Regions from separate parts of the Sus scrofa genome. Here all the other regions are linked to region 3. Evidence: chromatin contacts called from public Hi-C data. All regions are on one chromosome and are shown on one strand. The core of a region is the stretch at or near the end of the contact, and the rest is flanking DNA. Distances in the headings are between cores, read along the strand shown. Region 1 holds the start of DHX33 (putative ATP-dependent RNA helicase DHX33). Region 2 holds the start of NCBP3 (nuclear cap-binding protein subunit 3). Region 3 holds the start of TXNDC17 (thioredoxin domain-containing protein 17).

Region 1 (3,935 bases), core at 498-2,997, 790 kb before region 3:
AGTCCACCAGGAAAAACCCAAACTTGGATCAACGTCTCCTTGCCCATCTTTTCTCTTCCTACCGCAAGAAACCGAGCATGGCTACAGTAAAATAACCCAACACTGCCGACAACGACCCGAGTTTGCAGGGACCCAAAGGCACCTGGGCACCAGCACTGCTGTCAATCTTTTTGCTTGTTTTTGCAGCCCTTTTTCTGTCCCCATCCTCCCCAAGGCCCCTATGACTCCCATTCTCAACACATCCCCCTCGCCTATTTCACAGAAAAAGTTAAGCCCTCAAATGCGATCTCCTTCCACCTCCCCCAAGCCTTTCTGCAGCCACCCCCATTCTGACCTCCCTTCTTCAGCTCCCTCATCCTCTTGGGCATCCCTCCTCCTAGTCCAGGCCAGCTCTGCACCCGGCCTTGTGGCCAAGTGCTCCTCTTCCTGCCCCCACCCCCTGCTCTAATAGTGCCCACCTTCCATCCTTGGCCTCCGTCTCTACTGAGTTCTTCCCCTCAACCTGTGAATACTTGCAAGCTCCTCTAGGTCCCCCTCTTTTTTCTCCAAACAGATGTCGGCTCCCACTATCTTCAGATCCTCACCCCTTACTTACTCCTCAGCCCAGTAAGAAATCAGCTCCCACCCTGACAGCTCTGCTGAAATAGAGCTCAAATGGACCCCTGAACCATACGTTGCATCCAATCCAGCAGGCATCTTTCTGGTTCCGTATTTACTGGACCTCATTGGTGCGTCTGTTTCCTCCCTTCTTACAACTCCATCCTTAGACTATCACCTCTCCTGGGTCTCCTTCCCCTCTTCGAAAACTCATCCTCTCGGTCTTTCAGGAGCTCCTCTTACTTAAATGTTGGGATCGAAGCTCCTTACGAAGTCCCCTGCCCTCAACTCTGCCTCTTACTTTGTGCACCAGAAACAACTGCTTGCGTTAGATAGGGCCCTTTCTCACCTCCACTTAAGTCTCTCATGCTGCAGGCCCTCTCCCCTGTGTCCATCGCCTTCTGGGGACCACCTCCCCAGCCATCCCTCCCTGAGTAATCCACTCCTCTCAGCTCTCGAAGTGTCCGCTGCGCCCCTGTACCCTTTCACAGGGAAGGTGAGTCTTTGCCTAACGGGTGGGTCACTTGCCCTGGCTGTGAGAGCCTCCAGAGAGGGGCTGTCCGACTCTCCTCCGAGGCCCTCGCCTGGCCCCCGCACAGAAAAGGCCGTCAAGTTTGTTGTAGAAACTAATGAAAGACGGCGATAGGCATCTAAGAAAAGCTGTTTTCGAGAAGCCGGAACAGGTAACGAGGAAGGACCCGCCGGCGCGGTCACTCACCGATGAGGATAGCGCTGTCCAGGTTTCGGAGCTGGGCCAACAGCTGCCCCCGCGCCTGGAAGATGGGCAGACTCCGGCGCTGCTGCTCCACGGCCTCAGGGTAGGGGCTGGTCGAGGGGTGGGCCAGGGCCGGCTGCTGCCTCCTGCCTCCTCCGCTGCCGCCCGCATTCAGCAGCATCACTACTCGCCGCCCGGGAGGGCAGGGCCGGGCGCGGCTCGGAGGCCCAGCGCCCGGCCGGAATCTCTTGGCCGGGGGGCAATCCGCCTCCTCGGGCATGTCGGGAGGGCACCCGGACGGGAGACGCGAGGGCGGGCAGCCCCTGCCGCTCCCGGGAGCAGACAGCTAGCGCGCGCCGCCCCTTCCCGCCACGTGCTGGCGGTTCCAGCCACCCAGCTGATCTCAGCGCCGCCACCCGGAGTCTTTAGTAAGGAGACTCCAAGTCCCAGCATGCACTGGCAGGGGAGCCAGGCTTTCACTTCCTGAGAGAGGGCAGAGCAGGCCCGGGGTACGACCGGGGAAAAAGGCCCGGAGCGACAACGAAGAAAGATAAGATATGTGGTTCCGAGAGACCTTAACTTTGGATAGCCACCACGGTTTTCTTCACTGTTTTAGTGTCCTGCTAACACTATTTTTCCCCCCAGTAAATGCACGTTTCCCTCTCTCTGCCACGATAGTACTGGCTCTTCAAGGAACATATTTAATTTGGTAAAATTAGTGAGGAACACACAAACATTTGCATTAATCTTCCCAACAGTTGCTCTCCCCAGTTTACAGATGAAGAAACTGAGTCTCCAAGATCAGTCATTCAGGTGTCACAAAATCTGAATTTTGAAAGAGACATTGGTGGTCATCTCGTGTTACAGAAGAAAAAAAGAAATATGACATATTCTATGACAATCATACATTCTCCTTAGAAAGTGACTATTCCAATGGAAGTGGTCTGTTCCTGTAATACAAGCAGGGAAAAGGGGAGTCTGACGAAACTAAACATTTTCCTTTACTCTTTCTTTCCCCAACTATTGCTGCCAGACTCTCAAGTCCTTTACAGGGCTCCCAGTCCCATCACAGACACAGAAATCAGTGAAAAGATTCAGAACCCCAGTTGGGAAAACAGGATATAATTAGTTCCTCTTTCAAATTTCTTAGAGGATTTGATGATTTGCCAGTGGAAAGACTGGCAAGCAGCTGTTTGCTCTACATACAGGAAAAGGGATTTCCAGATAATTCATCGAAAGCTTCAACCCATGTGAAGGACACCAACTTCTGCAGTTTATTTCCACGAGGCTTGCCCTATTTGTGAAACTGTTAAAAATCCTCCCTCTCTCTTCCAGATCAGAGGTTATTTTCCTCTAGTGATCAGGGGTTACTGGAAATGTATGTGTTGAACTAGCAGATACATATTTAAGAATAAGTTGACAAAATTCCACTTACTTCCCCTAAATATTAATTTAGAAAGTCAATTCGAAATTAAAAAGGACACTATCGGTTTGTCTTTTCAGGCTGCTATTGCAGCATACCACATACTGGGTGGCTTATCAAAAGTGGATTGCTTATAGTTCTGAAGGTGCCAGCATGGTTGACTTCTGGTGAGGGCCCTCTTCCTGGTTCATTGCTGCTACTTCTTGTTGTGTCTTCACGTGATGAAAGGGGCTAGGACTCTCTCTGGAGGTTTTTTATAAGGCAGTAATCCCATTCACGAGGGTTCCAGCTCATGACTCAAGGACCTCCCAAAGGCCTCACTTCCTAATACCCTCCCATCAGGCATTCGGATTTCAGCATGAACTTGCGGGGAGGGAGGCACAAACATTCAGACCATTTCAATGTCTAAAATGTTAACTCTCAAGTTATAGACCTTGAGTTTATAAAAGACAGACTCAGTCTTTTTTTTTCTCAGGGTGCTTTTAGAGTAACTTGATGGAAGAGACATATGCTTCCAGTGATTATGAGAGTACCAAGTAGGTAATATAAATTCATTAAATAGTCTTGATAGAGTACAGGTCCTGTCTCTAGAAACAGCCATGAGTCATCTCTAGGCAACAGCTGCTACTCAGGCCTGATATTGCCAGGTCTCCAGGTTTTTTGTTACAGAAAAACCCCAAATGAAGATTTTCATGTGAAATCTGTTTTAAATATTGGCTCACTCTAATTTAAAAAAACAAAAACATGGTGCAGGCAAAATAAACCACATGTATAGGTAATTCATTTGTAATCGCTGGCCTAATGACCCAGCGATCCTGCAGCCTCAAAACTAAGTGGAAGAACGAGTTGAAAAACAAAATCCTATATTGGCATCCGTGTTAAAAGATATCACCCCCTCCCCCCATTTGCTTATATTCTTGATCCGACAGCCTCTGTTCCCTCCAAAAAAATCTCTTGTGGTTAAGGGGCTTTCACATGCAGATGGTCATAAGTCAATAGCTGTACAAGGAGTATCTGGGCTCTTATTCCAAAAGGTGAGCTGTCAGACACACCTCATTCTTACCTGCTCTGCAATGGTCTGAGGACTTAACTATCTGTTCTTACCATGACCGTACTAGCTGGTGGTCATGGTTGGCTGGTTTGTCTGACCACCAAACCCCCATCCTGGTTCAAGTTCAGTTTTGCTTCGTCCAACTTTGA
Region 2 (3,596 bases), core at 775-3,274, 820 kb after region 3:
GCCACTGCAGTGACAATGCCAAATCCTTACCCCTTGCACCACAAAGGAACTCCATCCAAGGGAGCTTTTAAAAAAAATCAGCCACCATTAGAGATTCTGATTTAATTGGTCTGGGATGTACGTATTCTGGTGTCTTTTTTTTTTTTTTTTTTTTTTTTTGGTTTTAACAAATAGATTTGGAGGGACCCTTTCAAGTTGATAAAAAAATTTAGTAGAAAGTACAGAGTTCCCATAGACCCACTCACTCCCTTCTCCCACCCCCCAGTTTCCTCTGTTAATAACATCTTGCCTTAGTGTGGTACATTTGTCACAATCCATGAGATAATATTGATGCATTATTGTTAATTAAAGCCCACATTTCACTTTATTTTCCCATTGAGCCCCATAACACAGCAGTGATCCAAGCCACAGCAGTGACAATGCTGGATCCTTAACTGCTTGGCCACCAGGAAACTTAACATTTTCTTTAATTGTAGGCACTTTACTTCACTACTGACCTGCCCATGTTCCAAGAATAGACATGAACTGGGGGTCTGGGCGTGCTTGTGTGTGCCCAACTTAGAACTGCACCTGACTTCCATCAGGTGTGTCCGATGCTGGTCATGCTCTTCCTTGGTTTTTAACTGTTTGTTCCTCCATGCTCAGAGCTCTTGGAGTCTCAGTTTTGTGGTGTATAAAATGGGCCAATCATTGGAAGACCTGGAAGAGATAAAAGATGTCAAGGAAAATGCGTTGTATACCTACAGACTTGCGCAAATGTGATAGACCAAGGCTGACTCTGGGGTCTGGAGGCAGACTGTTTAGACTCACATCCAAGTTTATCCCTTAAATACCCTGTCACCTTGAGTAAATTTTTATTTTCTTCCTTCATTCCTCTCTCTCTCCCTCTTTCCCTCCCTCTCTTGCCTCTCTCTTCTCTCTCTCCTTTTTCTTTCTTCACCCCTCTTCCTTCCTGCCTTTCTCTTTCTTTCTTTCTTTTTTTTTTTTTTTTGTCTTCTTGCCTTTTCTAGGGCTGCTCCCATGGCATGTGGAGGTTCCCAGGCTGGGGATCCAATCAGAGCTGTAGCCACCGGCCTATGCCAGAGCCACAGCAACGTAGGATCTGAGCCGCGTCTGCAACCTACACCACAGCTCACGGCAACGCCAGATCCCTAACCCACTGAGCAAGGCCAGGGACTGAACCCGCAACCTCATGGTTCCTAGTGGAATTCGTTAACTACTGCGCCACGACGGGAACTCCTCTTTCTTTCTTTCTTTTGTGTATGTGTGTGTTTTGTCTTTTCAGCGCTGCACCTGACACATATGGAGGTTCCCAGGCTAGGGGTTGAATCAGAGCTGCAGCTGCCAGCCTACACCTCAGCCACAGCAACGCGGGATCCAAACCGCTTCTGTCACCTACACCACAGCTTAAAGCAACACTGGATCCTTAACCCACTGAGCAGGGCCAGGGACTGAACCCTAGTCCTCATGGATACTAGTCAGGTGTGTTAATCACTGAGCCACGATGGGAACTCTAATTTTATGGCTGCACCCACAGCATATGGAAGTTCCGGGGCCAGGGATTCATTCCCAGCCTCAGCTGTGACCTATGCCGCAGCTGTGGCAAGGCCCGATCCTTTAACCCACTGAGGCACAGTGGGAACATCAATCTTGGTTAAATTTAAATGCCTCCGTTTGTAGTAGTAATACTTCAAAGGGTATGTGTAAGGATTCGGGCGCTTGGAACAGTCATTGGCAGGTAATGATTGCTTGGTGCAATTATTACAGGTATACTGCCCAAGGTGTGTAGCTATTTTCTAAGGCCAGACTGCAGCGAAAGGCTCCAGGCCCCGCCCCCTCCAGTAGGCCCTGCCCTTGTTCCCACTCGGTCCCGCCCTCTTTTCCACCAGATCCCGCTTCAGCTGGCCCTCAGGTACCTCCCGCCACTAGGGGGCGTCGTGGCTAAACAGGGCCCTTTAGCTGCAGCAGGCGACGCTCTAGGTAGCGGAGGCCGTTGCTCTGTGGCTAGTGGCAGCGGCGCTCTAGCCGGTGGTGTGCGGGGAGGGCGCTCAGTGGTGCGGCCGGCGGGCGGCGATGGCGGCCGTTCGGGGCCTGCGAGTGTCGGTGAAGGCAGAGGCCCCGGCGGGACCGGCCTTGGGGCCCCTGTCGCCTGAAGCGGAGTCCGGTTTGGACCGCGGCGAGCCGGAGCCCATGGAGGTGGAGGAGGGCGAGCTGGAGATCGTGCCGGTGCGGCGCTCGCTGAAGGAACTGATCCCGGTATGGGCGGGGGGGCGGGGGCGAGGAGGAGGTCGCCGAGCGAGTGTCCCGCGCCGGAGCAGGCCGGAAAGGGAGGCGGCGGGGGCTGGGGCCAGGGACGGGGGCATTCAGAGGAATGGGAGAGGGGGACGAGCCCTTGGGGGACGGGGGCTGGGACCGGGAGCAAAAGAAAGGACGCCTGAGCGCCCGGAAATGGGTATTGAGGGGGCTGGAGGAGGTGGGGTTGAGCTGGGGGGTAGTTGAGGACACCCTCTTTGCTGCCACTCTGAGCCAGTCTTTGCAAGAGGGTGGGCGAGGAGGGGTTAGGATTGTTTGGCGGCTTGAGATAAAGGGGCAGCCTCGGGCGGGAACAGAACCCGGAGCGGCCCAGAAGGAACTGTCGGGCGGGGGGAGGCGCCGGCATCCCGCCTCCCTGTGGGTCCTGCACCGGTGGAGCTGATGTCTGTTAAACACAGCACTCGCGGTTTTCCTTGGAGGGCTGAACTTGTCAGCTGCAGAAACTCAGTGTCCCTATTGTGATTTGAGGGTCATCTTGCTCCACCGCATCTGACCCTTAATTAAACCAAAACATCGTAAACCAGCAGTGGTCCGTCTTTTATCGCAATGGGGAATGTGAGAGGTGTTTTGCTTGTTGTGGTTTGAGAGTCCTATGTCTGGTTCTTAGGGTCGGTCTCAGGCCTGCAGAGCTCTTCTCATGTACTTAATTTCTCACCAGACATGGACTGTTTATGTTTTCAAGTCTTGCTTTTAACTGAGATTATGGGAAAAGGTAGAGGTAGGAGCACTAAAGATAGCAAATGATAATGCTGACTCCGGCAACCACAATTAACATAGTGGCATTTTACCATTTACTGCATTGTATCGTTTAAATATCACTGTGACTGCGAAGTAGACGTTATCCCCTTGTTCATTCAGTTCAACCTGTACTTATTGCATCCTCCACTTTGTGCCAGGCATAGTCCTAGGCGCTTGATCAAGATCAAGATCAAACTCCCTCCTGGAATTGACACTCCAGTTGGGGGACACAACTAAACTCGTAATTACCAATATTGGTGAGTGCTGTGGAGAGAATAAAACATTTTAATGGGATAGGAGAGTGCAGAGGGCAGAAGCAGGAAGCAGAATGGCATAGGATAGTCAGGAAAGTCCTCTGGCATAGCGACGAATAAGCTGAACCCTACGTGACAGAAAGGAGCCAGTCATGTGCAGGCTTGGAAGAGAGTGTTCCCAGAAGGGGCAGCAGGAAGCACAAAGGCTCTGAGATGGGAACAAGGTTGTTTTGTTGGAGAAACGCAAAGTTCTGTAGCTCTAGTGGGAGAGCAGTAAAAGAGGTCAGAAAG
Region 3 (3,908 bases), core at 1,262-3,761:
TCAGAACCAGGGTCCTCTCCCACAGGCCACACCTCCTCCGGAGCCACAGGTACCCCTGAAGCCACGGGTATCCTGGCAGGATGAGCCCTGCCCCACAGGTTCATGTCATCCCTGGAGCTGCTTTCCTGACACACAGAGCCAGACACCCACACAGCAGCAGGCACCCTGGCAGGTATGCTTCCAGACCTAGGCGCACCCACAGCTGTGGGCACCCCTGCCGGCGCACACCTGTGCTTGGACACACCTGCTGCCTCTGGCATCCCCACTGTCTCAGGTGACCCCTCAGCCTGTCTCCTCCTGCTCAGACATGAGGCGTCCCCACAGCCGGGCTCTTGATCCACAGACCCAGGTCTCCCTAAAGCTGCAGGCACCAGAGCCGCTTGCTCCCCCATCACCTGACTCCTTTCCCACAGACTCAGGACATTCCCACCGCACATCTCATCCCGGACAACCCCTGGCACTGCATCAGCCACAGGCACCCCCCGAGCCCGCTGCCTAGCCCACAGGCCTGGGACACCACCGAAGCTGGTTGGTTCTTCCACAGCTCCCGGAAGCCCCGCAGCCTGGGACACCCCCACAGGCTGTTCGGTTCCCCAGGCCCTAGGTACTCCCATCACCTGTCCTATATTCATTGGAGCACCCCCGGAACCTGCCTCCTGCTCATCAGGACCAGATACCTCTGCAGTCTGTGTAGCTTCCCATGACCCTGAGTTGCCTCCAGAGCCTGTCTCTACCCACAGAGCCTGTCCCCTTTCCTTGAATCCTGGATCACCCCCATATCTCGCTCCCTCTTCAATAACACAAGGTACCCCTACAGGCTGTCCAGCGCCCCACAGGCCAGGGAGACCCCCAGGGCCTGTCTCCTCTACCGCTTGTCTCCTCCACCATAGGGCTGGGGCACCCACAGAGATAGTTTCCTCCGGTGCAGCCCTGAGGACCCCCATGGCCTCGGGCACCGCGGCAGCCTGCACCCTTCTCCATAAGCCTGGGGTATCCCCGCAGACTGCCTCCTGTGCCAGAGCCCCAGGCACCTGCACTGACTGCTCTCTCCCCCACAGACCCAGAGCGCCCCCATAGCCTAGCTCTCCTTCCACAGACCTGGGTACCTCCACAGCCTTGGGCCACCCCATGGCCCCAGGCACTCCCACAGTCAGTCCTTTTCCCCGAGAGCCTGGGGCAACCCCATAGTCTATCCCTTCTTTGGCCCCAGGTACCCCCACAGCTTGTCCCCTCCCTGGCAGGTTTGGGGCAATCCCAGAACTGGCCTCCATAGCGCCAGGCAAAGCCACAGAGGGTATCCTCACAGGCTGGCCCTGCCCACACACGACTGCAGCCCTCTCACAGCCTGCCCCCAGGCCCAGAGCTATAGCTATTCCTGAGTCCCCGGGGGCTGCCCTACCCTGCCCTTTCACCCAGGGTCCTGTGAGACCACCACGGCTGGTTTCCACCCAGGAAGCCCGGCCAGGAATCCCCCTTTCAAGCAACCCCTCTCCTGCAGGCACAGGATGGAGTTCGACTCTGCTTCCTTCCCCACATCCCGAAGCTGCCCTCATGGCCTGCACCTTCAACCATAGCTCCAGAATGCTCTCGTGCCCCATAGATCCCGGGCGACCTTTTCTCTCACAGCCCCGAGGGCTCCTATAAACCGACTCTTCCTCCTCCCCACTGCCAGTCACCCACACAGAGCCGACAGGCCCCACCACCTGGGGTATCCCTACAGCCCCGTTCACCCATACAGTCCCAGGGTCCCTTGCAGCCTCCATAGAGCCTGCAGTGCCAGGTGTCCCCGCAACCTCGTTCGCCCCGGCGGCCTGGGCTGTCCCCGCTGCTTGTCTTCTCCCCCACTGTCCCCGGCAGTCCTGCAGCCTTTCTGCACTCACACAGCGCGTTTGCCGCACGGAGGACCTCGCCCAGCGCTTCGCTCCACGGCCTCCAGTGGTCCTTGAACCCCATCTCTTCCCCCACGGCCTCCGGACTCCACGCCCAGACCTGCTGGGCCCCACGCAGCGGCCCGGCGTTTCTGCGGCTGGCTCGCCCCCGCGCAGCCCCCGCAGGGCCCCCTGGCCAGCCATCCCGCTCATAGCTCCAGGACGACTCACGCCTTCCCAAGGCAGCTCTGGGGCACTTCCTGTCTTGGCACCAGCTCCCAAGGCGGCTCCCCACACGCACTCACACTCAGCTCTAACCCTCGCAGCCTTCCTCCCTCACAGCCCCCTGCCCCCGCCCTGTCCCGGACGCCCGACTAAAGCCTCAGTAGAAGAAACGAAAATTAGAGCCGACGAGCGGCAGGATCTGCCCCGGGCCCAGGTCTCCTCTTCCCTACGTCTCTGACTCCTAACGCAGCTTCCCAGAATCCCCCCAGCTCTGGCCCGAGCCCACCTGGCCTGGGGCTCGGCGCGGCTACCGGGAAGCGGGCAGGGGGGGCCGCTATTAGGCCTAGCTTCCGGCCGCTCGCCCAGTCGCCATGGCAACAGGCGCAGGGTGGCTTGGGAGCCGTTAAGGCTCCGGAGCCACCTAAGGGTCCAGGGGCAGCGCGGCGGCAGGTTTTGCAGCCACCGCACATGGGGCTAGGGCCGGGACTGGGACCATACTGGGGCAGAATCCGGGGGCTGTGGGCGCAGCCAGCACGGAAAGACCTGAGACGTGAGAGCAGAAAGATGGTGACGAGTTAGGGCCATCGGAGGCACCCGTAGCACCTCAGAGCCTGGCTGGCTCCCTCAAGTCCCCGCCCACCCGGAAACAGCTTCGCTCCGCCCCGCAGGGGATCGGTCCCAGCTGCGGCGTGCGGCCCAAGACACCTCCCGCGGTCCCAGGCCCGCTTTCCCGATGGCCCGCTACGAGGAGGTGAGCGTGTCCGGCTACGAAGAGTTCATACAGGCTGTGAAGCAGCACAATGGCAAGACCATTTTCGCCTACTTTTCCGGTTCTAAGGACGCCGAAGGGAAAAGCTGGTGCCCCGACTGCGTGCAGGGTGAGGCCGGGATTCGGGTCTCCTGCCTAGAGGACCTGGCAGGAAAGCTGAGGCTGTGGCCATTGAGCAGGGTGGAGAAGCGGAGGGAGTCTTGCTCCCGAGTCCCGCAGAGCGATCTGAGCTGTCTTTTGTCTTTTCCAACCCTGTACCCGACTCTCCTATTAAGTCCTTTCCCACCCCGCCAAGAGTGCTCTTCTACCATTCCACTCAGGTAATCTTAGAATCTAGTCCTTTGGAACTTTTAACTTCCTTGATTAGTGTCTTACAGGAGACACGAGGTGGTTTCTTTTGGATGTCAACAAATATGTCTTTCGTTTTTCTGGGCTCCGTGGTGTGGGGACAAATCAGGACTTAAGAGTTGGTCCTTGCTCTTTTAAAGTGGCTCTCAAATCAGAAAACAGCACCTGACTTCTGTTAACCTCCTCAGTTAACTGCAGGTTAAAGTCTGAGTACTTACCAAGCCTGAGGGGAGAGGCGAGAGGGGCACTGTTTATCAGTGCTGATTGTACTGTTGGTGTGTAATTATTTTAATTTTTACCAACTTTTTTTTTTCTTTTAAAGCTGAACCAGTTGTACGAGAGGGGCTGAAGCATACTGTTGAAGGATGTGTGTTCATCTACTGCCAAGTAGGAGAAAGACTTTAGTAAGTGGCCACATGTACTCTATTTCCCAGACCTAGGTAGGAACGGCTTTGGGACTCAGACTCTGAGTTCTAAGGTATAGTCGGATAAGTCAAGCAATCAGAATATATAAAATACAAATTAAAAATCTGAGTGATCATCCAGTTGTATTAGGTAGGGGTAATTCAATGAATTTGCCGTGATGTTCCTTTGGAACTTAATTGTCTTTACATTTATATTTTAGTATATACTCACGTGAAAACTTTGCACAGGGGAGTAAATCATAGAGTCAAGGTCTTTAAAATGTTCACAACAAA

The links. A called contact is a pair of places that touch in the nucleus more often than the background predicts.
Region 1: a Hi-C map of embryonic fibroblasts shows a contact between it and region 3, with 2.1 times the contacts expected there. The contact joins the promoter of DHX33 here to the promoter of TXNDC17 in region 3. A contact is called at or near these places in 1 of 5 promoter capture datasets (liver) and 1 of 47 Hi-C or Micro-C datasets (embryonic fibroblasts).
Region 2: a Hi-C map of liver shows a contact between it and region 3, with 4 times the contacts expected there. The contact joins the promoter of NCBP3 here to the promoter of TXNDC17 in region 3. A contact is called at or near these places in 2 of 47 Hi-C or Micro-C datasets (liver and skeletal muscle).

Annotation. Positions count from the first base shown.
Region 1 is chr12:51,524,883-51,528,817 of Sscrofa11.1, reverse strand. It overlaps DHX33 (putative ATP-dependent RNA helicase DHX33), which reads right to left and starts at 1,747. Exons shown (of 13, transcript XM_021067729.1): 1 at 1,316-1,747. The coding sequence starts at 1,592.
Region 2 is chr12:49,917,187-49,920,782 of Sscrofa11.1, reverse strand. NCBP3 (nuclear cap-binding protein subunit 3) reads left to right here and starts at 2,024. Exons shown (of 13, transcript XM_003131866.6): 1 at 2,024-2,256. The coding sequence starts at 2,074.
Region 3 is chr12:50,735,912-50,739,819 of Sscrofa11.1, reverse strand. TXNDC17 (thioredoxin domain-containing protein 17) reads left to right here and starts at 2,511. Exons shown (of 4, transcript XM_003131877.4): 1 at 2,511-2,971; 2 at 3,533-3,614. The coding sequence starts at 2,827. KIAA0753 (protein moonraker) reads right to left here and starts at 2,662. Exons shown (of 19, transcript XM_003131876.4): 1 at 2,380-2,662.